4 separate regions of the Mus musculus genome follow, and regions 2, 3 and 4 are each linked to region 1. A link is a contact called in public Hi-C data. All regions are on one chromosome and are shown on one strand. The core of a region is the stretch at or near the end of the contact, and the rest is flanking DNA. Distances in the headings are between cores, read along the strand shown. Region 1 has its middle 200 kb from the start of Gm31114. Region 2 overlaps Adamts7 (a disintegrin-like and metallopeptidase (reprolysin type) with thrombospondin type 1 motif, 7). Region 3 has its middle 85 kb from the start of Gm31409. Region 4 has its middle 41 kb from the start of Gm26101.

What was found. A called contact is a pair of places that touch in the nucleus more often than the background predicts.
Region 2: a Hi-C map of muscle stem cells shows a contact between it and region 1, with 2.6 times the contacts expected there. The contact joins two enhancer-like sites. A contact is called at or near these places in 4 of 484 Hi-C or Micro-C datasets (cerebellum, cerebral cortex, muscle stem cells and 1 more).
Region 3: a contact with region 1 is called in a Hi-C map of cerebellum, with 4 times the contacts expected there. The contact joins two enhancer-like sites. A contact is called at or near these places in 9 of 484 Hi-C or Micro-C datasets (brain, cerebellar granule neurons, cerebellum and 4 more) and 1 of 115 datasets of contacts at active chromatin or transcription factors (neural progenitor cells).
Region 4: a contact with region 1 is called in a Hi-C map of cerebellum, with 5 times the contacts expected there. The contact joins two enhancer-like sites. A contact is called at or near these places in 5 of 484 Hi-C or Micro-C datasets (brain, cerebellar granule neurons and cerebellum).

What each region holds. Positions count from the first base shown.
Region 1 is chr9:91,127,563-91,134,187 of GRCm38.p6, forward strand. No RefSeq gene overlaps it. Among named protein-coding and RNA genes, the nearest start is that of Gm31114, 200 kb to the left of the region's middle. Within about 2 kb of position 2,974, at least 6 of the 459 cell types and tissues checked have an H3K27ac peak or open chromatin away from gene starts, as enhancers often do. A contact at or near this core is called in cerebellar granule neurons, cerebellum and muscle stem cells, where this site is marked.
Region 2 is chr9:90,195,303-90,201,927 of GRCm38.p6, forward strand. It overlaps Adamts7 (a disintegrin-like and metallopeptidase (reprolysin type) with thrombospondin type 1 motif, 7), which reads left to right. Exons shown (of 24, transcript NM_001326351.1): 20 at 1-8; 21 at 375-548; 22 at 629-775; 23 at 1,698-1,860; 24 at 4,412-4,800. The coding sequence ends at 4,569. Among named protein-coding and RNA genes, the nearest start is that of Adamts7, 36 kb to the left of the region's middle. Within about 2 kb of position 3,664, at least 61 of the 459 cell types and tissues checked have an H3K27ac peak or open chromatin away from gene starts, as enhancers often do. A contact at or near this core is called in muscle stem cells, where this site is marked.
Region 3 is chr9:92,042,468-92,049,092 of GRCm38.p6, forward strand. No RefSeq gene overlaps it. Among named protein-coding and RNA genes, the nearest start is that of Gm31409, 85 kb to the left of the region's middle. Within about 2 kb of position 3,109, at least 6 of the 459 cell types and tissues checked have an H3K27ac peak or open chromatin away from gene starts, as enhancers often do. A contact at or near this core is called in cerebellar granule neurons and cerebellum, where this site is marked.
Region 4 is chr9:91,795,131-91,801,755 of GRCm38.p6, forward strand. No RefSeq gene overlaps it. Among named protein-coding and RNA genes, the nearest start is that of Gm26101, 41 kb to the right of the region's middle. Within about 2 kb of position 3,216, at least 7 of the 459 cell types and tissues checked have an H3K27ac peak or open chromatin away from gene starts, as enhancers often do. A contact at or near this core is called in cerebellar granule neurons and cerebellum, where this site is marked.

The sequences.
Region 1 (6,625 bases), core at 1,724-4,223:
AACAAAACAAACAAAAAAAAACTGGCTTCAGCTCTTTTAATCTGCCCTTTGACTACAGGAAGCTTACAAATAATTTACAAAATGATTTTTGCTTTAGGCTCTTGATTTAGTTCTTAGTTTAGTTATTTAGAATAACAGGAGCATAGTATTAAACTTATGTTTAAGAGGACATATATAAGCAAACATTATAGTTAAAATATATACCGTTTATCTTAAAGAAAAAAGTTGCACTGGAAATATGACATATGTCTTTCAGTGTCAATATGCTGGATTGATTTTATTACTAATAAGCATATATATTTGTAACTGACTTGATTACTTAAATTAATTGAAGTTGATAAGCAACAAAGTATTTATAGTTAAAAATGAGATACAGATATGTATTAGATTTTTCTTCTGTTTTATAAAAATCTACTATAGATGTGCCTATATTTTTCCTCTTGATTATTCAAAGGGTAATGTACAAATCTGTGAATGGGGTGGCATGATAATTAATCGCAGGCAGTACATATTGTCTACCTGTAAGATGACTGATTATATTTTACATCGATATGATTTCATAAACTGTTTTATTATCATTTAACCTGAGAGGGGATATTCAGAAACACTAAATATTACCTAATTTTATTTCATGTGAATACATTAAATACAGTATCTGTACATCTATATATCTTTTATTAGATGCTGAGACTAGAAAGTAGAGTTTGTTTGTTTTTTTTTTTCTTTTAACCTTTTTATTTGTTCCTGAATTTGAAGACATTATAGGCCATAAGGAATAATAGGACGACTATAGCTCCTTGAAAATGACTTTTGAAAGTCCGCGTGGATAACATGATTAATTCTTTGCAACAGATTTTCATATTTGCTAAATAGCTAGATAGCCTTGTTTTATTTCTTGACTGTTAACTTCCGTTGTTTTTTGGTGGGTTTTAGGGGAGTTTTGTTTGTTTGTTTATTTGTCTTGTTTTTCTGAATGGTGTGCTATTAAGTTTCCAAGGCTGGGTTTTCTACACTCAATTAAAATAGCACAGACTCATATGAGAAATCTCCTGCAGTGTTATACGTTACAATCACATCCCTTATCCCAAAGCTACAGTGATCACTTCCAAAAGTTCCTTAAGAAACAAAACAAAACAAAACTGTTTCATCATAAGCTATCCAAATGTAGAGGGCGCTGCTGTACATGTATTTTGAAAGTGTTTCAGAATCAAACACTCATCTGTTAATTTAGTTTTTGTTTTCAAAACCTGCCAGTAAATTCTAATCACATCATTAATGTTTAAAGTCTGTATTTAGACTTAAAGTAACTGAAAATACTTAGGGAATAAAGTATTAAAGTTGTACATGTCATTGTGGAAATAAGTACTTTTTAATTTTATCTTCTAGTTCTAATTATCTATAAATTAGTTTAGATGTTCTTGTAGCTAGTTTTTATATATCAAGGTTCTGTCACTATAGTTATGTAAAAAATAGCCTGGTGCCCAGGAGATGTAAGCTGAAAATTTAAGAATGTCATTATATTTGTGTGAAAGAAGGATGAACTATATACAAAGGCAATTAATTTTGGGTAGAGACTGTGTATTTTCAATACCATACTACAGTGTTTTGGGTGTTTGAAACTTTACAAAGTACAGATTGAGAAAAATGTTCCAATCAGTTGCTGCCTTTTTTAATCTATGTTTCTAAGCAATCATATATTTTAAAGTGATTTCACTAGACATGCTAGTTTCTGTATGGTTTTTAATGCACTCTTAAAATTTAGAAGTGTTCCCTTATCATGTAACAAATATAACATTTTTCCATTAATGAAATAAAGCTAACTGGAAAAATAACTCTACTGACATATATATATATATATATATATATATATATATATATATACATATATATATATATATGTGTGTGTGTGTGTGTGTGTGTCAGTAGAGTTATTATATATATTTATATATATTAACAAAATGTTATAAATAATTTCTTTGATTTTCATGAGTATCAAAATCATATGAATTTACTTTTTAAGTTTTTTCATTTGTATTATTATAATTTTAAAGCAATCAAAGATAAAACAGATTACAGCATATCTTATAAATACATATTTTGATAATATATTTGTACAAAATCAAGCTTGAAAATCTCATGTATTAGATAGGTGCTTTGCTATATCTAAAGTGAATTAGTACTATGCAAAATTCACCAATTCCTTGTCTGTCGGGGCCAAAGCTGAATGACAGCTACAGATTTAAAATGTATTTGCTGAGAAAACACATCAGAAACTCAAATGTGACTAGGTTCTAATCTAGTTTTCACTGTTGGCTCTTAACACTTAATTTCATACTTAAAAGCCATTTGATTTATCTCTTCTTGTTACATGTAGATTTGGTACAGCTAAATACAGACGGACTGGTGGAATATATACTGGCATTAATAAGACAGTATCCTTTATAGTTAAAGTCACATAATCAGCGAGATTTTTTACATTTGATTTTCATTCTTAAACACCCACGAAATAGCAACAGCGCCTACTCTCTTCCTAGTTTGACTTGCAGAAAGAAACAGGCCAAGAATGACTGGGATACGTAAATATGTAATTCTATGCAGAGCCGGTGAAACTAAGTACAAGAAAAACATAAATACCTCGTCAGGAAAAGTTTTCAGTGTAGCTCAGGCATAACTTTTCAACTCTTCCAGTTATTTTAACATCAAAATAAGCGTGGCAGAAAGCACAGGAGGAAAAGCGCCCGACTAAAACGGCTCCTAATGTGCTCTTTTGAATCGGGTATCCAAAACTGCCTGTTTAGGCTGCATCTAATCTAGCACAAGTAGGTGTTGTCTGAATTTTATGCTATCCACCCACGTTTAAGTAGTTTTTCACCTTAAAACTAGGAAAGAGAGTCGAGGAGTGAAACAGCCAATCCACAACTGAGGTAACAGTTGCCTTGTACGATAGACAAGTTCTTTGGGACCAAGATACCCCACAGACTGACTAACTAGGACAAGGGATGAAGCTTGGCCTTGTTCACTGCCATCAAAACAAAGGCTCATATTGCATGAAAATCCTGTGCAAATGAGCCATAATGGCGTGAATGACAATCTCCTAAGACCATGCAGCAAGGCCCGTGTTTGATCTGAAACACTGTTAATCTTTCTCACACATAGCACACTAGTACACTTGGGAAATCCTCCATGAGTACTTCCCTACAGCCGGAGCAGGAGCAAGAGATGGAAAGGCATCAAGCAAAAGTTCTGTCTTGGCCACTACTTCATTTGAGTCATTTTTCACTTTGGTTTTTTTGGTGATTTGGTTCAGATAGTCACAGAAAATTTAGACCTCACTCTTCTTTACTTCAAAACTTTGTGTTTTTTTTTAACTGTCTCTTTTGTATAAATATATGGTGTTACTGTTATGTTTTAAAAGGTTTCCAAGGGCTATAACAATTAGAAACCGTTTGAAATGTCTTATTTGTGTAGGTTGTGTCATTAATCCTAGTGGAATCAGACACTACACCAAAACATGTAAGAAAGGAAAAAGCCAGCATAAGAGGGGAGAATAAGAGATAGGGAGAAAGGAAATGGGAGGAAAAAGGTGGGTAGAAGAAGAGGGAGGGGGGAGGAGAGAGGGAGAAAGGGAGGAAAGGGTGAAGGAGGAAAGAAGGGAGAAGGGGGAAGGAAAAAAGGAGAGATGTTTTCTACTGTAAGAAAAGACTGATTTTGGTGTTTCCATTTCAAATACAATTTAAACCATCAAAATAGCTCATAAGAAATTACAGGTCAGACTTTTGAATCACAGACGGCCTTTTATTTTCCTTTCTAATATTTAAATGAACTGTTTGCTTGGAGAGCCAAATATGTAAGGCACATGTGTTCAGTACAAGCTGAGTAAGTCATGCCAACTCAAAGATGGTAGGAAGTATGCCTCCTTCGTTGTGTTTTCCTTTTGAAGTGTTGCCTAAAAATCAGGCCTGGGCTTCAAAGAGGAGGATTACAGCCTTTATCCAGCAATTAATATGGTTGGGACTCAGAACATCAGCATCTGACCACAACACTAGCCGACAGAAGCATAGCAGGAATTCATTCTCTTTCAGGACTTAAGTAAATCATAAAAATGAATAAATAAGCAGTAATATATTGTTGATACTTGGCAGAGAAAGAAGGGGCAGAGCTAAGCTTTCGCATCTAGTAACCAACCTGCGTTTTCATATCCAGGCAAGCATTTCCAAAATCTGAGATCCCTGGACCTCTAACAAGGTTTCTACATCTGGATCATTTTACTCTCCCACCAGCTTTTAAGAAAGAAATGCTCTCCAGTAAGAAATCCATTCCTTTCTCCTTATAGAGTGGATCAGATAATCATTTGGATGTGGAGAAGTCCTTCTTCCTGTCAAAGTTCAAGGTTTCAAAACATGGTCAGAATATAAAAACAAATAAAACTCTGTAGGATCTGCAGGAAGCATTTTAAGCACATTAGATTACGCAGAGTGCTCATCCTAGATGACAGAGTTGGGGCCTCACTTTTCTTTCTCGATTTCATTGTAAGAATCTTTTGAAAGGGGATGCCAGGGGTGTGATCGGTTAGCACATGATCCTTACACAGAATCTTCTGGCAAAATCCTAGAATGATGATTCCTTCCTGTTACTGGGCAACTGTAGAATTGAAGTCCATAGAACATCTTTCATTTCACCTCAGTACTTTGCTATGTTAGATCTTGATTTTTTTTTTATTTTAGTTTGTGTTTGAGATATTTCTCAGGTCTCCCAGCAGGCTTGCCATGTATCCAAGGCTAATATTAAATTTTCTTATCAATTCTGATCTCTCTGTCTTGTCTCTCAAGGCCCAGATTACAGACAAGTAGAGTCTAAATATTGAAGAATGAAATACCAGGAAACAATCTTTCAGAACAAGAGGCTAGTGGCAATTAATCTATCTGTATAAAATGCATGTTTGAACCTGAAAACAAAGAGATATCTACTCTAGAAATGGGAGCTAGAATATTGAATATTTAATATTGAATAGTAAGGAACAAAATATCAAGCAAAAACATTCAGAACAAGTGGATTAGCTGTAATTAATATATCTATATAGTGCACTGTTTGGGTCTGAAGACAAAGAGGCATTTGCTCTAGGGATGGGAACTCCTGTCACTATAAAGACTGATCTTGGAATAAGAAGAACATCTTCACTTCCACACAGAGATAATGGGCTGCCCTCTCGAATCACATACAGTTGCTGCTCTAATTTTTTCTTACAGATTTTTTTTTCTGTCTTGAAAGAAATTGCCATGTGTAAAGAATTTACAGAAAAATATCAGAGCACCCTGACAACCTAAGCAATGTATTTATTTCATTAATAAACAATGATTATTGTTCAGTGCAATGTGTTGTGAAAGATGCTTAAGGGACATTTGCTGTAAACTCTAAATATTTTTTAAATTAATGTGTAATAGCCTCTTTGCTCTCAGATCCATATTTACCCCTAGATCTTACACATAAATGTAGAAGTGAGGGCACAAAGATATTTCATTTTCTATACTCTTCTTGCATGTATTTTATTTCCTATTTCCTTGCCTTTGGCACTCATCATAAAGATCCTGATAATATGCTTTAGCTGTACAGAAAGTTGGGCAGAAGAACAAAGAGCAGTTGACGGATTAAATATCTGAAAGCAGGCAAAGTCATCCTGCTAAGTGAGACCATTAGAAATGGGGTTAGTGTTTATGCAAACTTAAGAATCTATTATTCTGAGGGGGCAGTGAGCAGGATGTAAAGTGAGTAAGTAAAATAATTAATAATAATAATAATAATAATAATAATAAAGAATCTATTATTCGTTTTCATTTTTGACATCATTCTGTTGCAGCATCTTGATTCCTAGACCACAGTTCAAAAGCCAGGGAGCCTGCCAAGGCTATTTTGCCACTTAACAGCAGAGTCCTGACTGTTATATAAATTTGTACAAGGGGAGGGAATAAAAAGATTCAAAAAGCAAGGAAACAACATTTTCCAACCACTAAAAAGAGAATAAAGAACGAACACTTGCTTTTTAATATTGCATCTGATTTCTTAAATAAAATTTTCTGATAGTACACTATCATTACCCACCAAGCATGGGGTTTGGCACTGTCTACTGAGGCACATCTACCATGGTCTCCCCTCCTCTGTATTTAGTTGTCAGCAGGCATATTTGTTAGGTACAAATTATTCAAGCCCGGTTTCAAAAGATCCATAACCTATTTAGAGTTTAATGTTACTAGATCCACCCACAACCACTAGCCTATTCCCAGCCCACTTATATAAATACATAGATTTGTACTTCTGAGGTCACTGAAGGGTACTAATGAATATGTTATTTATACAAAACTACAGGTTCATTAAATAGAATCTATTTAACTGCATTTTTTTTCAAAATGTATTGTCAGGTAAAGCTTTTCTTGTTTTATCCCCCAAAGGAAACCAACATTTTCTATAGCAGTATGTCCTAAGAATACTATTTTTAAAGGTGATAACAACAGAAACACATGGCTACTCCTCCTTGTAAATCTAAAATATCAGTAGTGCTCTCAACTCTTATAGGCCAATGTGCTGTTTTTATCTTGTAAATTTATTTACCAGTCTTTTCATCTGATATTTT
Region 2 (6,625 bases), core at 2,414-4,913, 930 kb before region 1:
GGAGTAAGGTAAGCAGGGAGCCCTGGATCCTGTGGCTGTGATTTGAAGACCAGCAGGGCAGGGTGAATATCATGCCACAGTCTGTACTCTGATCCGGTCCTGTTCTCATCCCTCTTGGAGATCTTCATTCAGCATGGCCTGGCCCTGCTTGCGTTGCTGTACTTCCTCTGTGTTCGAACCACCCACCATTGGACTCTTCTTACCAGCTCACCCTAGTAATTCCATCTGTTTTGTCCCCTGGGTTTGCCACCTGGTGTTGAAGTCTACTGGGACTCTTTGGTCTAGGCCAGAAGGTTTAACCCTGCTGTATGATAAACATCATGTTGCATTCATGTGCATAGAATGTCTCTATGTGACTATTCTTTGCACTCCAGTGCTCTCGAAACTGTGGTGGAGGTTCCTCTACAAGGGATGTACAGTGTGTGGATACACGGGACCTCCGGCCACTGCGGCCCTTTCACTGCCAGCCCGGGCCTACCAAGCCACCCAACCGTCAGCTCTGTGGGACCCAGCCCTGCCTCCCCTGGTACACCTCCTCCTGGAGAGAGGTGAGGTTTGGGCCTGGGGAAGTGGGGACTGAGGACACCCTTGGACCCCGGCTATACTTGATGCCTCTTTGTTCTTCCAGTGTTCCGAGGCTTGTGGTGGTGGTGAACAGCAGCGACTGGTGACATGTCCAGAGCCAGGGCTCTGTGAGGAGTCGCTGAGACCCAACAACAGCAGGCCCTGCAACACCCACCCCTGCACACAGTGGGTGGTAGGGCCCTGGGGTCAGGTGAGCAGGGTTGCTTGTGGGGAGGAATTGGCAGCAACCCTTGGCAGATAGACCCTGGTCCTTGGGCTTAGAAGGATGAGTTGTTGTGTGTGATGTGTGCTGGTCTCTGGGGCCACTAAATATTCAGTTGTGCCCTGATCAAGTCCTTGTACTTTGCCAGGGAATATCAGATAGAGGAAAAGTGGCCATGCGGGGAAAGTCCTCTGAGGAGAGGACTTTGGGTTGACATCTAAAGGCGTCAGTGATGCTAAAGTGAGGGATAAAGAGAACAGCAAGTGCCGAGCCTGAGGCAGGAATGACGGGGTGTTCAGGGAATGGAGCAAAGACCGCTCTGGCAGAAGGGAGTAGAGAGGCCCCACAGGGCAGGGCAGGGCAGGGCAGGGCAGGGCAGCTTGCTGCTGAGCCTACTGGGTGCTGACTGGTTCAAGAAGCTCATTGGGTGCTTGACCCACTGGCTGCTGAATGACTCTGGGCAGGTGCTTTGCCTTGCTGGGCTGTTTTTTCCCCCTTCATCTTTAAATTGGGGGCAGCATGGAGCGAGGAGTGGACAAATCTGAACGGCAGAGCCTGTATTGTGCCAGCAGAGATTAAACCTGAGAACAGGCTGACTCAGGGTGGGGACCACACCTGAGACACGCTTTCTCTCTCTGCTGGTAGCCACACCTTCTGTGTCTCATGGGTACCATGGTGCCTCATCTCAGGGTCTGCCTTCTCTGTGCAGGCATCCTGTGTGTGTTTCGCATCTCCTCTTACTTGTATCTTGCCCTCATTGCAAGAACAGATACCCCCAGTGACAGTGGGGAGGTCAGCACTAGGCTCTAGTCAGGGATGGCTTCCTGGAGAGGGTGGTACTGTCCAGTGATGGGCAGTCCCCGACTGTGATGGCTGGTCCTGGAGACGTTCTCTCCTCTCTCCTATGCAGTGCTCAGCCCCCTGCGGTGGTGGTGTTCAGCGGCGTCTGGTCAGATGTGTGAACACTCAGACCGGCTTGGCAGAGGAAGACAGTGACCTGTGTAGCCATGAGGCGTGGCCTGAGAGCTCACGGCCATGTGCCACTGAGGACTGTGAACTGGTTGAACCCCCACGTGAGTGTCTCCTTACTCTTAGGGATGGTGGGATAAGGGGAGGATGGCTAGGAACTAGAGAATCGTCGGTCCTAGAACAGCTGCTGTTGTTTACAGTTGGCTCAAACCCCATGGTCACCGTCACTGGGAGGCCACAGGGTGCCAAGGTCCTAAACTGGGACTCAGCCAAGGGGAATCCCAAAGATTCAAGCATCCTGTAGGCAGCTTTGGTAGCCTCGGGAAGTGGAAGGAGCCTCCTGACTCCAGCAGTGGCAAGCTTTTCTCCCTTGGGGTCTTAGTCCCCACAGTGAAGGGAGATGTCCTTGGGCTGTGGGCACTGCCTATTCCTAGGAGGATAACTGTCCAGAGGTGGCAGTGGGCCACAGGAAGGACTCTTTCCCAGGGTGGTGTTGCTTCTGCTGTGTTTCCTGGCCAGCTGGGCCATTATGGAGGAAAGGTCTGAGCCAGAGGTAGCTCTGGAAATCACCTCCTTCCTGAAGCTCCAGCTGTCCCCAGCAGTGCCGAACACAGGAAACTGTGTGGCCCTTGAGTCACACCTGGGTACCTGTCTCGGGCTCTGTTTCTCTATCTGGATTGTCATTTCCTCATGCATAAAGGGATGGTCAATCCTTATTCTTGTATTAGTGGGGTCTACCGGTGAAAGGCTCAGTATTGCCCGTGAAGGCTAGGCCGCTTTACCCCCTCCCTCCCATTTTTGGCAGCCATTACTGTCTTCCATTGCAAAGGCATGGGGAGTCTGAGGCCACCCCTTGACACCTGAGGGAACCTAAGAGCTTGCTTGGCATTTACCTACTGGTTCTATGCACCTGTCCCCAGGACAGTTTATGGCTGGGCGTCAGCCCCGATCTGCTTCTCCCTGCTCTGCACAGCCTTCACTACCAGCAGCTGGTTCCTGGTGGTACTGGCTCAGGACCAGAGCAACTTCTGCTCTGCCATTCTGCTCTGAATCCCATTGCCTCATGCCGGGGAGATGTTAAGCCATCCCTGCCTGTTTCTCTCTCATCATCTCCTTCCATTTTTCCCACAGACACTCAGCACAGCTAAGCTGGGTGCTATACCACAGTGCTTGCCTTTGGGGCTGATAATGTCTATGGCTCTCTTCTGTTTCTCTCGTCAAGCTCAGGGTTGGCAGAGAATACGGTAGCTATGGTCCCAGGTGGTGCAGATAGGGAGAGGGCAGGAATTCAGGCTCTATCCGAAATAGCGTGGCTCAGGAGGCTGTGGGTTTGCAAGGTCTCCAAGAGGAATGGGAAGGGTGGGCTTAGCAGGGACCCAAAGCCTATCCATGTGAAGGGCCTCCCTGTGCCCCTACCCGCCTTCCCAGCACCCTCCCCCTCTCAAGTAAAGGGAGCCAATCAGGGAAGACTCTAGGATCGCAAGTTCCTGGAGCTTCCAGGATGTTTTGATGGTTTGTGGGATTGTTCAACAGGACATTTGGAAATCCTGGAAACTCCAGGGTGTGTGATCACCGTGGCAAGGCAGCTCACATGCCGGGTCATGTGACCTTCCCCAGGGAGGTGGGGGCTGTTATCAAGAGGAAACCTTCACTCAGTGCTTAGGTCTGCTGGAGGTCACCCAGGGGAACTAGTGTGTCAGTTTGGAGTTGCTGCCGAAAGGATAGGGTGGAGGGGCTTGTCTGCTGTCTTGTTCCCTCCGCTGCACCTGGGGATGTCCCAGACCAGGGCCCACAGCTGCCCTCCTGTGCTTCCTCCCTAGGGAATCTGCAGAAGTAAGCAGGGGTCTGGGCAGCTGTGGCTTCAGCAGCAGCAACAGCAAAGCAGTAGCACTGGGAGGAAGGCCAAGGGTCTGGACGCAAGCCACTTTCCAAAATAGTCTTCCCGGGAGAGCCAGCCAGGCCTCAGATTGTGACAACTAGGGCTGACGACTCTCCCTTCCCTGTGCCCTGCCACCAGGGGCCTGACCCAGGCTTTGGTTCCTACTGATGATCTCTGTGGCCTTGGCCAAGTCCAACTTTCTGGGCTTCACCACCCAACAAAATAGGCTGTCCTGCCACACAAAGGTTCAGGGTGAACATGGTCCACAGGAGACTGGGAGGGTGTGTGTGTGTATGGGGGTGGGGCAGTGATGACAGCAAAGGCATGTGGGACCAATGGAGGTGGCAGACTGTAGAGTGGATGCATATTAACAGTGTCTGACACACTGACAAGTGGTGGGCCTGATCCTGTCCAGTACCAGGGGTGAGCAGGGAGAAAGATGGGGCCGAGAGGTTTACATCGCTGCCAGTAGGCTCTTGGGTATCTTCTGAGGTGGTAAAGGATGGGGTCTTTGAACTTTTCTTCCAGAAAGCTAAGTCCCAACACTGTCAGTAGTTCAAGGGCAGGTGAGGCAGGGACAAGAGCTGGGGACCTGGGGTTCTGATTCTGGGGCTATCCTTCAGAAACCCAGTTTCTTGTTGGTTGCTATTCTTCCTAAGGCAATAGGGAAAGGGGCTTTTCAGTTGAATCACGGGGTGACAAAGTGTGGTTCTGGAGGCCATGCCCACTGATTCTGACCACTGCACCTCCTCTCCTCTCTTCCCTTCCCATCCCAGGTTGTGAGCGGGATCGCCTGTCCTTCAATTTCTGTGAGACGCTGCGCCTGCTGGGCCGCTGCCAGCTGCCCACCATCCGCGCTCAGTGCTGCCGTTCATGTCCCCCACTCAGTCGTGGTGTCCCTTCCCGAGGCCATCAGCGGGTAGCCAGACGGTAAACCGAGGAAGGCACCATTAGAATGCACAGACTGACCCTTGACACACAGACCTCAGTGCCCCACCACAGGCTGCGGTGGAGCCCCCTGCTCCTCGTGCCCTAACGGTGCTAACCCCACCCCTGCACGGTGGCAGGCTGGGGACCCCCTTTCCTTTCAGAAAAGGTATTTTTTTATTCTAACAGTTTGCACATTTGTTATTATTTTACATAAATGAGTATCTACCCTTTCAGAGTGGTTTGGCCTTGTCTTTGGATCTGGAGACTCTCCAATGTGACCCCGCCCTACCCACCTCTTGTCAAATGGCTACTACCCTGTCCCCTGTTGGAAGTCAGAGCAGTCAGCAGCTTCTCTGTTTCTTTGGGGGCAAATCAGCATAACCAGCACAGAGGCCATGAAAAGCAGCCTAATGTAGACACGCAAGGTCTTGAAGGCGGTGGAGGTGGCTTCTAGGGAAGCGGTATCCCCAGAGGGTTACATGGTATGAGCAGGAAGGTCTTTGCAGGAGGTACAGGTTGGCAAGAGATCCAGGGAGTCCTGTTCAATGTCCCTGATCATTCTTCACCTCTGCCTGCTATCTTCCATGAAGGTCCTCAGAGACCTGTGTTTCACAGAAATAGAGGCAGGTGTACTCATGCATCAAGCTGTCCTGTCTCCCATGGGGACTACCTGGGGCATGATAGTAGGTAAGGCTCAGATGTGCTACTTGAGAGCGGCTGGGCATGCAGGTACTTTGAAGAGGATCCTGGTTAGTGATAGGGTATTAATAACTAAGCCTTCCTCCCAGGCTAGGCCCCTGACTGCCCTTTCCTTCTGGCTGTGAGCCATCTTCAGGAGTCTTCTGGATGGCATTATGGGTCCTCCTCCAAGTTTGAGGCCCTGAGGTTCCAGGGGGGCACCTGTCCCATTTTATTTGCCAGAGTGAGGTGCACGTGGAAGCATGAAGGCACTCGGCCACTGAGAACATGGGCACACTGGAAGTCGCTCCCTGAGACTATGAAAGGGCATCAGGGGGGTGGACCCAGTCAGTGTTACGCCTGTCCTGTGACTTGCTCTACCTAGGAGTGGGGAGACTGGAGTGGGGGTTGGCGCTCTCAGGGGTCAAGATGTTCACCCAGCTCTGGGTTCCATATGCTCCTGCCATCTCATCCTGAAGTCAAACAGGTGAGAAGGTCACAGTGGAGGGAAGGGACTGGCCCAGGAGTACATACCTAGGAGGTACAGGCTCAGTATAGCTCTTAAACCTTGAACCCCTACCTCCTATTCTGGGCTCCCGGTACATGGCTCGGTCAAAGTCAGGCAGTCTATCAGGTCACTCAGGAGAGCAAGTCCCTGGTGGCTTGTGTGCGTCCAGGCACTACCATGCTGTGGGTGGAGAAGCTTATTGGATTTGTTGCTTACTTGTGCCTGCAACAGCCCCGTGGGCCCAAAGAGGCCCCAGGGATCCACTCTGAGTAATGGCTTCCTATAACCTTGCCTAATCCACTCCCATGGCAACTCCTCACAAAGATGGGAGCAGAGCCATTTCCTTGCCCAAGACTCGTACACAGCAGGGGCTGGCACTGTGGCGGAGCCCTAGGGTCCGTGACCCAGCTCTGGCCTCTGCCATTACTGTAGTAATGCTGTGTGGCCTTAGGAGCTCCCCTGGCCTTGCTGAATAAATCTGTCTCCCAAAGACCAGCAGCAGTGTAATAGGTCTAGGCCTACACTGAAGAGCCCTGGTTGAACTCCCCTCCCACCCCCCCCTCCCACCGTCGGAAAGACATTTGGTCCTAATCATTCTTGGTTTTTTCCAGAGATGTCTGGGGGAGTCCCTCGTGGCAGCTGGGCCTGAGCTGTCCACACAGACAGGAGGCAAACAAGCCGTGACTCAGGCTGGGCATGCACAGCTGGTGCAAAAGGGTGCCTATCTCCCAAGGGGGGAGGTGTGGGGTGGGTAAACTGTCTGGAAACAGGCAGCATTTCACTTATGACTTCAGCCTCTGCCCATAGTTCACCCATGGTACTCAGGGCAACTGAGGCCTACCAGTGTCAAGAAGGGCACCCTGTCTCCCATTCC
Region 3 (6,625 bases), core at 1,859-4,358, 920 kb after region 1:
AACTCTGGCTGCTCTGTTCAATTTCCAGTGGTTAGAATTTATTAACAGATTTAATTCTTCTGAGGTAAAAGGGATATCATACATATGTGATTGCTGCTGCTTCTGCATATTAGGTATATTTTCCCAAAAATTATTTGAATTACTCTCAATTAACAAAATGCTTATTCTACTTTAAGATACTTGTTTTTTTTTTTTGATATTTTATAAATGTTGAATCATTTGAGATGAGTCCCCCCCCCTGCACAATTAACCCATTTATGAAAATTCCCTTACAGTCATGCCCACATGTTAAATTAGTACAGGCAATCTTTTACTAAAATTCTCTTCCCAGGTGGTTCTATGTTATGTAAAGTCCACAACAGAAAAAAATCAGTGTTTGAATATCGGAAATCGAATATCTATTATGAATGTGAAAATACATGCTTGAAAAGAAAAACATCAAAATGTTCTGAATACCCATGTGGTGAAACGAATCATAACTTTAATTCTTTACTACACTATTATGAATGTACGCTATATTTACAACTAAAACTAAAATTATCACAGTAATGTTTTGTTTGAGTAATCTGTTTCAGAATTTACATATAAACTGTAGATTATACTGTAATAATATAACAACTATAATATAAAGTCCTTGAATTCTTCCAGACATGTAAATTATATTTATTTTAATAATTGTCTTGGTAGTTATGGTGGGACTTTCTTTTTCATCCCAGGATTCAATGGGAGCAGGAGCTTAGAAAGTTTGAGAGCTACCTGGGATACACAGGAAGACTTTAATTATTTTTTTAATCTTTTTTGCATGGACTATGCCAAGTGTGTAGCACACACTTTCCCTATTCAGCCTACCAAATGTTAGTGACCTGCTTTTCTCGTTCTGTCACTAAGATGAATACTGTCCTCATGCTCTTTCAACATGCTCTAGAGATGATAGTCATAGCTAGAAAGTGACTATCAGCTGACCACACAGGTTCACCAGTGACATCTGAGTAACAAGGAAAAGATGTCAAAGCTAGAAACAACTGCTGTCCAAACTTTTTTGTGATGTCCTTGAATTAAAGCATCATTCATCACGAGTACATCTCAAATCTGCTAGTCCTGAGACAGAGATGTGTATTGAGTCAGTTCCTCTCAAACTCTCTATGATGATCAGCCTACTTCACTTTCCTAAAGTTGCTTCACTGTCGGAACCTGCTTTTGCAACAGTTTTAGTTATATAGTTGCAAAAGTGTGGTTTTTTTCAAACATTTTAATAAATGTCTCTGCAACTTTTACGATGAAGTAAATGTACATTAATATCATATACAACTGGCATCCCCTTCCAAGGTCTGACCTCTGAAAAAATATCGTGAATATATGTTGTTTACGGTTAAGAAAGTAACTTCCTAACTGTCTAAATGCCCTTAATGTCAAGATGAACACTAAAACAATGATTATGGGCAAGGATCACTACTTTGGGAAATAACTCACAAAGATTAGGGAGAGAAAAAAATCCATAAGTTGTAAAAAATAATCATCCTTTCAAATCAACTAGCTTAACATTTGTTAAACATAAAAATGTCATCCCAAGTGACAGCTCACTTTCCTGATACTTAGACCAGGAATCACATGCACCCTTTCTATTTCTACAATTATCAATGGCACTGTTATTTTAACATGTTTTCCTTCCACATTAAGCTGCAAGGCTGAGAAGGATGACACAGCAACCCAATGGCTGTGATTCTTCACTCATATTTCCAATACCTTCACGTTAATGTCCCAAGAGATCCTATTTTGCATTGTTTGATGCTACTATTGTGCATTAACAGTCTTCATCGACCCGGCCTTGGTTTTGCATTTTTGGGTTTTTGGACAGGCATTAACAGTAAGGGAAGAGAACTATGAAAATAAATAAGAAAAACGAAATGAAAGTTTCACATGCAGAAGCTTTAAGAATTGAGCACTGCCTTCTGGCTGGTTCTCCGTGCACGTCTTCTTGCTGACACACACGGAGAACTAGTGCTGCATATGATTTCCAACTGGAAATCTGTAAAGCCTTCTGCACTCCCTCTCCGCCTTGTTCACACACAGAAGCTGACCACATCTTCACGTCTTCATGGAAATATATAGGTTGCTTTAATTTACCTTATATTTTTAACTGTTCCCTAAGATTTATTTTTACTTCAGACAAAATGGTTTGTCATATGGAAATGATAGTTTAAATTTTGATGTTGAAAGTAAAATTGACTTTTTTTACTTAGAATTTCTGTGATTTTAATTAAGTAAATGTATATTTTACTTGTACATATATACACATATATGTGTGTATATATGCATATATATACACAAATATATATGCTACTTTTTTTACAAGCTATTTCTAAAAACAACCATCCTTGACATAGCAAGGACATAGCCCTTATATACAAATATTATATATGTCATTGAATCCATTTTCTTATATTAAGCTCCATTTTATTTATCTTTCAAAATAAAAAGATGGTTATTATGTAAATTATCAGATAATATACTTCATACACATATGCTTTAGACATATTATCAAAATTACTTAAGGTATTTTTACTAGAATTTGGAGATCATTAAGGAATAATTTGAGATTGTTTTAAATTTTCTGAGGCGAACTGAGAATATAGTTTTGGAGGGCTTTTGATATCTAAGAATAACTCAGTCAAACAATTGCTGTATGCAAATGAATTCAACTTCTTAACTTTTCCACCTTGTTTTGTAGACAGAAAGATTATCATAAAAATCACAAATACACACATTTTATAGTAGCCTGCTAACTGTGTATCAATTTACATTACCTTATCTTCATGAAGACAACATGCCAAGATGCTAGACAACCAATACAAGGGATATTAAACAAAGTCAAGAAAGATTATGTCTGTATGAATGCATTTGCTGGAGATCGGTTTTCATTGGAATCTTAGACTCATTTAAAACATACCAAAGACACAGATTTTGAGCTCTTTCCCAGAAAACAATTCCTTGCTTTGGTTTTTGAAAAGCAATTGAATCAAAGGAAAAATTGATATTCCTTCTGCATTCATCACTTTATCGTGGGTAGAGAGCACCCTCTACTTTCTTCTGATTAAATAGCACCACTCATCTGGAGGAAAAGAAATGGCTGCGTCTATGTGGACAATTTGCTCAAGACATCAGAAAAAGGGATTTGTTTATAAGGTTCATTAGCTCATGGCCTCTACTGGCAGTAACCCATGTTTAGGAGGCCACCATTGTGACACCCTCCAAAGATTCCCCAGAAGGAGGCAAAGTCTAGGAGGAGAATGCCTGCTCTGAAGTCTCCCACTTTCCATGAACTGGGTCTGCAGAGCCACCCCAGGAGGGGAGACGGCAGCTTTGAAAGCTAACACCTTTGTTATTCCAAGTGTTAGAGATGAAGCTGAGTCTCAGATGCCCCAAGGTCTGTGCATCCTTCACCAAACACAGATGGAAGCTGGACTCTTTGAACTGCTTTGAAAATCTGTTACTAAGCTTTGCTTTGGGTCTGCAGAGCAGCCATTGCTAACCTCTGACTGCTTGCAATTTTTATGGCTGTGTGATGACAAGGGATAAAATAGCTTCATTTTAGAAGCAAATGGTTCATATGCCAAGGATAAAGAAAAAAGGGCACCACGTTAGCAAGATTTTATAGCAACTATATAGTAATTATAAGTGATAGTCTTTTAAAAATATAAATTGTAAATAAATCACAAATATTAAGGTAATATTAATTCATTTGCTTTATTATGATAATATTTATGCTTATAATAATAATTTTAAATAGCAAAATGAGGGCATCTTTAGATCAGTTATTGGCATACAGTTCCTTAGAGGTTTGCAGTGATGTTAAAATATATTGATTCTTGAATTCGGAATCAGAAACATCTGCTACTGTAAGTCAATGTCATACTCTGGCTTACATAGTGATTCCATTTAAAAGCATTTTATATTTATCACTGCAGTTTTCATTTTCCTGTGATAGGAAACACATTCAATTAAAGTCACTCTAAATAAACCATCTCCCTTAAGTCATATTTAGTCAACAGTTTATCCTGCACCATTTTAGCCTGTTCCATGTGCTAAGAAAGAGTTCAGCTGTTCTTGCTTTCCTTTCAAAAGCACATCCCATTTCTGCATAAAGAATCAAGACCTTCCTACAAACTGGAGGATTTCAGTTCTATTGTTCTTAATAGAAAAAGTAAGATCTGATCAAGACAGACATCAGTACACAAGGGTATAGTCTCAAAGTAGTTCATTGCAGCTTTGTGAAAGCCTAATAGTGCATATTTGTATGAAAGCAAGTGTTTACATCTGTGCCAAAGAAAAACCAATAAAAACTACCCATTTGGTTAGTGTCAGATAGTTTTAAATGTAAGGTGTCTATGGAGACATTAATGTAACTCTGGTTTACGAGCAACTTTTCTAGGCAGGGGTTTAACAGGAACAACAGACGCTCCATACAGTATATATTTAATAAGAACACAGCCTTTAACCACAGCAGGTTTCCTCCTTGGAGCATGGTGAGGATAACTCTATGACCTACTACCCTGTCTCAGCAGGTCAGCACCTGCAGGAACTAGCCGACTCAGTAATCTCCATCCAAGACCTCTTGAACTTGCTCGCCTGCTAGCTTTTTTAATAGATGTATATATATATATATATAAAAGAGCAGGGATATGAGCTTCTTCCCAGCTCTCACCCCCAGGATACACCAAGTGACTATAAAATTCTTTATTCTATCCTTCCTGCCACAGCATCAACCGCGGTGCAAAGAAGACTTTCACAGCCTGGGAATTTACAACCCCAGCATCATAGTTGGGCTTAAAATGTTTATATAAGTCAGACATGGTACTAAAACATCAGTGATGTTTCTAGAAGGGGAAAGAGTGGTGATGACCAGTGTCCCATAATAGCTGCCTCATGTGAGAAAATAGAGGGAAAAGGAAGGCATCCTGTGGCCAAGGGGAACTACATAGAGGCAAGGGAGGATGTTTTGTCATCTGCTCACTGCCTACCAGTTGACACTGACAAAATCAAGATGTGTGAGAGCCCATTCTCCATTCCCCAAGAAAACAAAGCCACTTTAATGAAAAACAGTGAGATCAAAAATGTAAAGTTCACATACCTATTTTTTAATTCTTTTGATTTTTGTTTACTTTTCAAAAATAAAATATAATTACATCTCTTCCCTGTTTCCTTTCCTCCCTCCATAGCTTACTCCTCCCAGAAAGAGTCAGAAAAAAAAGAACGAGACACAAGTGATGAAATTTTCAAATGACTAGACATGCATAATATCCTGAAACATCTCTAAATACATAGACATTGTTTGAGAACTGAGGTTTATATCAAGGGCTAGAAGCAGAATTGTGCTGATGGTGGACACCCAGAGATCTCCAAGCAAAAGTTAAGGCAGGACATGACACTGATGTGTCCTGCTGACCATTGAGCAGATTCACAATTCAGAGTTGATGGTAGGGATGAGATGCAGAGAGACTATTTGTGTAATTCACATACAGAAATTCACACTCCCCGACTACAACTGTTTGAACATTGGGCTTACTGAAAAGATTGAGGGAAGCTTTGTTGACCATTTCTAGTCCATAAAGACAGCTAGTTCCAGGTTTCTTTAATCATGTGTGTATTACTTTGCTCTCAGAAGAATCTTATTTATGGGGCTCAGTACTGTTGTTAGTAATTAGTTCAAAATTTGCATGGATGTAGAGGGGTGTTTTCTTTCTCTCTTGGGGTGGTTTAATCATTAATGTACCATAAAAGCCTTACAAGTCTAACTAGGAAGTAGGTACTACTGATAACTCTTAAGTACCTTGTACTTCTAATATTGTACTTATAATTGTTTTTATTTAAATTAATTTCATTCCAAATTAAAACATTTTAAAAGAACATACTGTATTCTGCAAGAATTATTTGGATATTGTCATAGTTTGAACATGAAATATCCCACATTGTCTTAGATGTTAGCCACTTAGTCTCCAATAATTTAAAATCAATGTATTGGAAATAATAGGAGGTGGGAACTGGCACGGTCATACCTTTGAAGATTGTACCTAGTCTACACTCATTTTCTTCTCTCCACCCTGAGGTGAAGACTAACCTTTCCTACCAGGTTGTTCTGTTCATGTTCAGAGAGCTAAGCAACCAGGAGCTTAACTCTCTGAGGCAATTGATTATAATTAATCTTTCAGGTATTTTGGTCAAAATAAGTTCAAAATAACTCAGACATACTACATAAAATGTGAAAATTGGTAAATAAGTTGTATGCCACAAAGATTTGTCACTATCCCCTACAAAGTCAAAGTTGATATGGTTCCTAGCTGAGAAATGTGTTAGGCCGCATGTAGCAAACTAGAACAAACTTAATAGGCATTTGGAGATTTAGCTCTGATGTTGATAGCCCAAAACTGACACAGCTGTCCACAGATGCCATCGGCACCCTGGGCTTCCTCTATCTGTCCTCACAGCCTCTCTTGGTATGTGATTTTCTCCTTCAGGACCACAGCATTGCCTTCTCTGCCATCTTCTGTCATGTGTTCCAGGAAGTAAAGGGAGATACATGAGTGTCAAACACATATTTCAGTCAAGGCCAACACTATATCGGTAGTTT
Region 4 (6,625 bases), core at 1,966-4,465, 670 kb after region 1:
GCATACACTAGCAAGATTTTGCTGAAAGGACCCTGATATAGCTGTCTCTTGTGAGACTATGCCAGGGCCTAGCAAACACAGAAGTGGATGCACACAGTCAGCTATTGGATGGATCACAGGGCTCCCAATGGAGGAGCTAGAGAAAGTACTCAAGGAGCTAAAGGGATCTGCAACCGTATAGGTGGAACAACACTATGAACTAACCAGTACCCTGGAGCTCTTGACTCTAGCTGCATATGTATCAAAAGATGGCCAAGTCGGCCATCACTGGAAAAAGAGGCCCATTGGACACGCAAACTTTATATGCCCCAGTACAGGGGAACGCCAGGGCCAAAAAAAAAAAAAAAAAAATGGAATGAGTGGGTAGGGAAGTTGGGGGGGGGAGGGTATGGGGGACTTTTGGGATAGCATTGGAAATGTAATTGAGGAAAATACATAATAAAAAAATATTTAAAAAAAAAGATACTGGAAATAGAGCCTTCAGTGTAAGGGAATGCCAAGGCTAGGGTGGGTTGGTGAGCAGAGGGAGGGGGAGGGAATAGAGGGTCTTCAGGGTGGGGGAGAAAACTAGGAAAGGGGACAACATTTGAAATGTAAATATAGTAAATATCTAATAAACTTCTTGTAAAATAAAAATAAATAAATAACCAAGGCTAATATGTACTGTTCCCAAAAGAGCAAAATGTGACTAAATTAAATGGTTACTCTTCTAACTTATGAGGAACTAGCTGGTATTTCAAGAATATGGGGGAGGGAGGGAGGGAGGGATGGGAACTGGAGATTAGTAAACTGAAAAGCAACAGTCCAGAGCATCTTAAGTGGACATAAATATTGGCTCTCTTAAAGGACAAAAACACTTAGAATGTGGTTACTTGCAACTATATAACTGAGACAACTTGAAAATTCCATCAGTGAATAAAATAAATAAATGTAATAGAGGACATGGGAAAAATAAGATACTAAACATAAATATGGTAGATGGAGGTTAGCTCTCAGCTGCATCATTTGCTAGTCATGTGACAAGAGTAAATTTATTTTAACTCCATAGATCCCAAATTCCCCATCTGCATTCTGTCTTAGCAAAACAACACCATGTCATGAGTCTTTGTAGGAATGAATTACAGCTCCACAAACATTAGCATTATTCTTTGAGGGAAAAGAGAAAAACAAGGGTTGGTGAACATTGTGTGGGGAAATGGAGACTAAATTTGGACAGATTGCCAATATTCATTAGGAAAGTAAATTACAATGTGAAAGAAACAAGAACTGGGTTTAGAGAAATGTATTTCAGGGAGCACCTAGCAGACAGCTTCAATGAACACAGTGTGCCTGACCAGTATACGTGGGGACTGTGTCTGCTCAGTGTGTGCTGTTTTGGTAGGGCGAGAAAGCAAAGAGCAACTATTCTGTTAGGTTTGGGTACTTTCTTCCTAAGATTCAAATGGCACCAGTGATAGATGAAGTAACTGATTGACATATTCACATGGAAATGGAATATGTGCTTATACCTCATAGAGATAGACCATCACCTTAATTACTAAGCATCGTAGAGCAAAAGACACAATAGCCAACTGGTAAACCAAAACCAGAGAGAATGAGGGAAGGGAAGAAGTATGAATCTCTAATTTATGTGAGAAAAATAAAATGTTCGCACTTATCTTTGGATAGTAGTTTGTATATTCTGTGTAGATTGAATATTTAAATGAAAAGACTTTCATTATTATTTATGGATACAGTGCCATACTCTGAATGAAAGTGTAAAACTGCCTATATTGTTTCCACCTCATATTGTAACATTCCACTTACTCACTCATGTTAATAGAATAAAATAGGAACCTCTCTCCACTGTTGTCCTGCTTTGCATCCTCTGCATCTTTGTAGAGAATCTCAGGAGCCATCCAGAGTTCTTCAGGCACAGAAGGTGGGGTTCTCTGTTCCTTCCCTCTGCTCTGCTCCCAGCATGCCTTTCACTCTCTCGTTCTTTGATTGTGATGGTGTTGTTTTTCTCTATTCTGTTCTTTTCTGGGTATGGAAGCATAAACGCTGAATTAATCCAACTTAGGTAGCCCTTAGGATAATTTTTTAAGCAGCAGGAAATGGGCTATCTAGCTGCGCAGATAATGATATCAGCTGCTTCCTTCCAAAACAACAGGTGCTTTGGCAGAAAATGTATGTCATCACACTGGGACGATGACATCAGTTCATACTTCAGCTTAATTATAAACCACCTCCATTAATCCTCCAGTAATTAAACATTTTGTGTGTATTGCAAGGTGAAATGTAAAGTTAAAGGTGCCCTGTAATTCATCACAGGATTTAAGAAAGCATTTTCTTCACAGGGTATTTCCTATACACAACAAAACAGATATTTCCAAAATCTTTGTGCCATACTAGAAAACTAAATTTCTTTCTTCTTTTAGAAAATTATAAACACAAAGGTAATTAATAAAATGCACCATTTTTATATGTATTATTCATTTAAGAATACAAGGAACAAAGTAGTTAATGCAGGCTTTATATGATTCAGAATTAATTAAAAAACCTCTTTAATTATTTAAAATATTAAATATTCGAGGAAACTAAAGAATTACTATTTTAGTTTTGTATTTTCAACAAAAACATGAAATATGCTTATTTGTATTTTAATAAAAATATCTAAACTAGTTATACTGATGAGTGTCATAAATATTAGAAATTAAGGTGCTTTGTTAAGCATGAAACATTTTTTCATAAATATTTGGATCATTGCTTAAATTTTCAATATTTAAAATTTTCATGGGAACATTTTTGTGCTATGATTAACATAATGAGATGCAAAAAGATATTTTATACATAAAACTTTTCTTGCTTCAAAATATAAATACAATAAATAAAAAGCATACTGGATCTTCCTTTTAGCTTTAAGAGATAAGGCTGTCAATTTATTTGAATTTGTTGTTTTCTTCAGGGGTCACAAAGCTTCTAAGCAAACTGTTTATGAGGAATATGAGTATCTAAGGACCTAACCACTCAAGAATCAATCTATTCTTCATTTGCAACCAGGTAAGGCCCATATTGGCATCTTTGAAATTTCTGTACACAGCGCTTAACAATTTAGCTAACATGATTTTTGCGGAATGACAGAACAGCGTTTAATACAATTGTTCCCATTAAGAAATAGCTGTTCCCGAAGATCTTAGTTATTCACTGTATATCCATTTAAAAGTCCACCTTCATAGATAGAAATGGAGTAATCTCTGGGGTGTTGCCAAATACATCATTCACTCTTTATCACAAAGCTGTCATAACAAGCTGCAGAAAATTGTTCTTAAACAGATTAGTTTTTAAAAAAACGTAACCAGTTAACAAGACTTTCTCTCTTTGTAGATGCAAAATGATAAATCCATCTAAGAAGAGTTTTATTTTTTACAAGTGAACTTAGGCTGGATTTTTTTTTTTTTTTGTGGATTTAGTTGGAGCATTTGGGGGAGCATATGGAGCTCTCTGCGGCGCCACGGGACCACGCGGTTATGAAATCTGATCAGTGCTTCCCCAGTGACAGCTGTGCCTTTACACCATCAGAAAATTTTCAGACTTCTAATTTGTCATAACTACCTCCTGTGGAAAGGAAATATGTTATGTAGCCAAACAAAATTTTTTTTAGTGCTCAGCCCTATAAACAATTCCTAAGCTTCATTTTTTGTGGTTCACTGATGCAACTCTCACACCAAAAACATACAGAGCCATCAAAAGCTAGGGCGAGCTACTGTTGCCCCACCCACTCAAAAAGCATTCTAATGGCAATGCGTCTAGAGAAAGATTCTGTCACAGAGTTTAGCAGTTTAAAGACATTGAACTCTTGGTTGATTTCAAAAACCCACGGAAACCGTTGAGAGGTTTTAGTCTGGATTCTCTGAACACTTGTCTCTCTCTTCATCAAACACTCTTTGGAGTGGCTGAATATTATGTTGTCCTCTTAGGCCCTGCTTCTTTTTACATGGAGAGTCTGAAGTGCAGATACTTCTACCTATTAGCTTGTCATGCCTTGATCCAGCCACTTAAGGAAGAAGTATTTACTCTTCTCCCATGTGAACACTTATGCAGGGTTCCATGTTGTCAGTCTTCTTATAGCCCCACTGTGGAGAGAGACCATAGGATGCAATTCAGATGTTATCAACCCAACTGTCATTGAAGATGCAACTTCAAGTTTGATATCAGCATCTATTTCTGGACATAAGTTTGTTTGGGAGTTTTTTGAAGTGTCACCTCATTAGACAAATGAAATATTCACGTATACTTCCTCTTGCTAAATAGGTGAGTCTCACCACCTTTACATATAATCAAGATAAACGTCATGGTTGTCTTTCCTTTTACTTCAGGTTAGCTGTGCAGGCATTAGGACTACATATACTCTTCCTTCATTGTTCAGTGTTTCATGCCCATTACGAAGTGTAAAACAAAATCTTCTACAATATCAAGAATGACTCACATATGCAAACATCTATTCTGCATTCCTCTTATATCTGGTAGGACATAATAAGCAAATGAAATAGTAATTTATCATAACTAAATTAATTTAAATCTAAATGAATTAAATGGACTAACTAGCTCACATATCAACTGATTAAAATATCTTCACGGTAGAGACAGTGTTTATTATTGCCATTTTTAAGATAAGGAAAACAATACACCATTGAGGTAAAAAGAAATTATAGTAGATTTAGAGGTTGAAACCATTTTGTCCTATGTAGTACCAATGCTAATCAGCATGAGGAAGTATGAAAGACTCAATTTGGAATCTGAACTTGACACTGATAAAAGATAAATGGACACGAGTTCTATTAGTTCTTCCAATTGACTTAGCTCATGACACTAACAGTACTGCTTGCTGAGTCTTGGTTGTTATATCTTTAACATAACAGGGTGAGACTGGTAATATCTTTTTTATAATAAAATTGTATGCTGTAGATTACAATATAGAGTCATTTGTGCAGACATAAATCATTTTACATATGCTGTTTATCTCTAACTTCTCATTTCCTCATGGTTAATACTTTGTACACAGTTTTTAACCCATCATATACTGATAAAAGAGGGACAGTAAATCAGTCAGATAATCACATCAAAGCCATGATAATAGTCTATTTCTTTTCAACTCTACATCCATATCCTTAGAATGCATCTTTTTAAAACTTACTTAATCTGCAAATAAAAACTTAGATACAAATTTGAGGCTGTGGAAATAGTTGTTCTGATAAAGTGGTTGTTCCACAAGCATAAAAACCCAAGGTTGATCCCCAAAAGCCACATAAATATTTCTAGAAGTGCTGGCACACACTTGTGAAACCACCATTGGGAAAGTAGAGACAGGTGGATGCCTAAGTCAAGCTTTAGGCCAAGGAGTGACCGTGTCTGGAACAAACAAATAAAAGAAGGCAGACAGCTTCAGCTTCAGAGAAACATCATTAGAGATTGACCTCTGCCTTCTAAATGAACAACAACCCCCAACACACACACACACACACACACACACAAATGCAAACAAAAGCAAAAGTCATATGTTTTGCCTAATGTGATAAGACTCTGCCAGCTATAGCTTAAAAATAACATTTTCTTTAGATGAGGATGCCAAGTATTTGAATAAATTCTTTATATTTCATTGATATCTTGAAATGTACCTATTCTGAGAAAAGGATAAATGTTGTCATCACATTTTATAAGGCAAAAAGGGGCATATAAACTTTGCTGTAAGCCAGTGTACCAAGGCCATCCTAACATTATCTATCAGACCACCTGCTAGAGCATGTTGGCAAAAGGAGAACATAGCCCTGATCTGGTCCCACAGTTAGACTCTATTTGCTGTGGAGTTATTTGGTGCAAATCAGTCATACACAAATAAGAAAATATTAATATGATGGTCTCTATGTTAATGGATGGCAGTTTGGTAGAAATATGTGGCAGATACCCAGAACAAATAAATGTCTCTCCAAGCAAGCACAAAGGTCTGCCTCTTTTATCTATTGACCCTCTCCTAGAATGGGGTTCAATAGAATTGGCTTGCTGGTTGATCACTCAAGTATCCATATTGAATATTACAATTTTGTCTCTGGCTGACACAGTAATTAAAATTGACTACAGGAGGCAAGCTTTGATAAATTTAAATCTTTGTTGTTGAGCCCATACATAACATTCTGTCTTTGTAGTCATGAATGAATAAGAGAAAGGTTAAATTGGTACCCATAGAGGATACCTGGTTGAGTTGACTACTATGATCTTTTTTGTCCAGGTCACTTTTGGTGAGCACTCACATAGGAAATAAATGTTTTGATTTGTTTTGCACACTCCTAGGTGTTTCTCCAACACCTCATAGTCATGAAGTTGAAAATCATATTCCTTCTTAAATAAGTCTCAAGAATCAATCATTATGGCCAAAGGTTTCAAGCCAAGTCTTTGATTGTCCATTTTGAATCACTGTAAACTCTTACCATACTTAACAACTTAATTATTTTACTGCTATGTATGTCAAAAGGCTGACACTGATATTAAGACTGTGTCCTTTTTATAGCCTCTCACGGGATCTTCTACAAACAATGAGAATAAGGGAGGTCAAGGTTTCACTGAGCTGATAAATCTCATTAGTTGAATG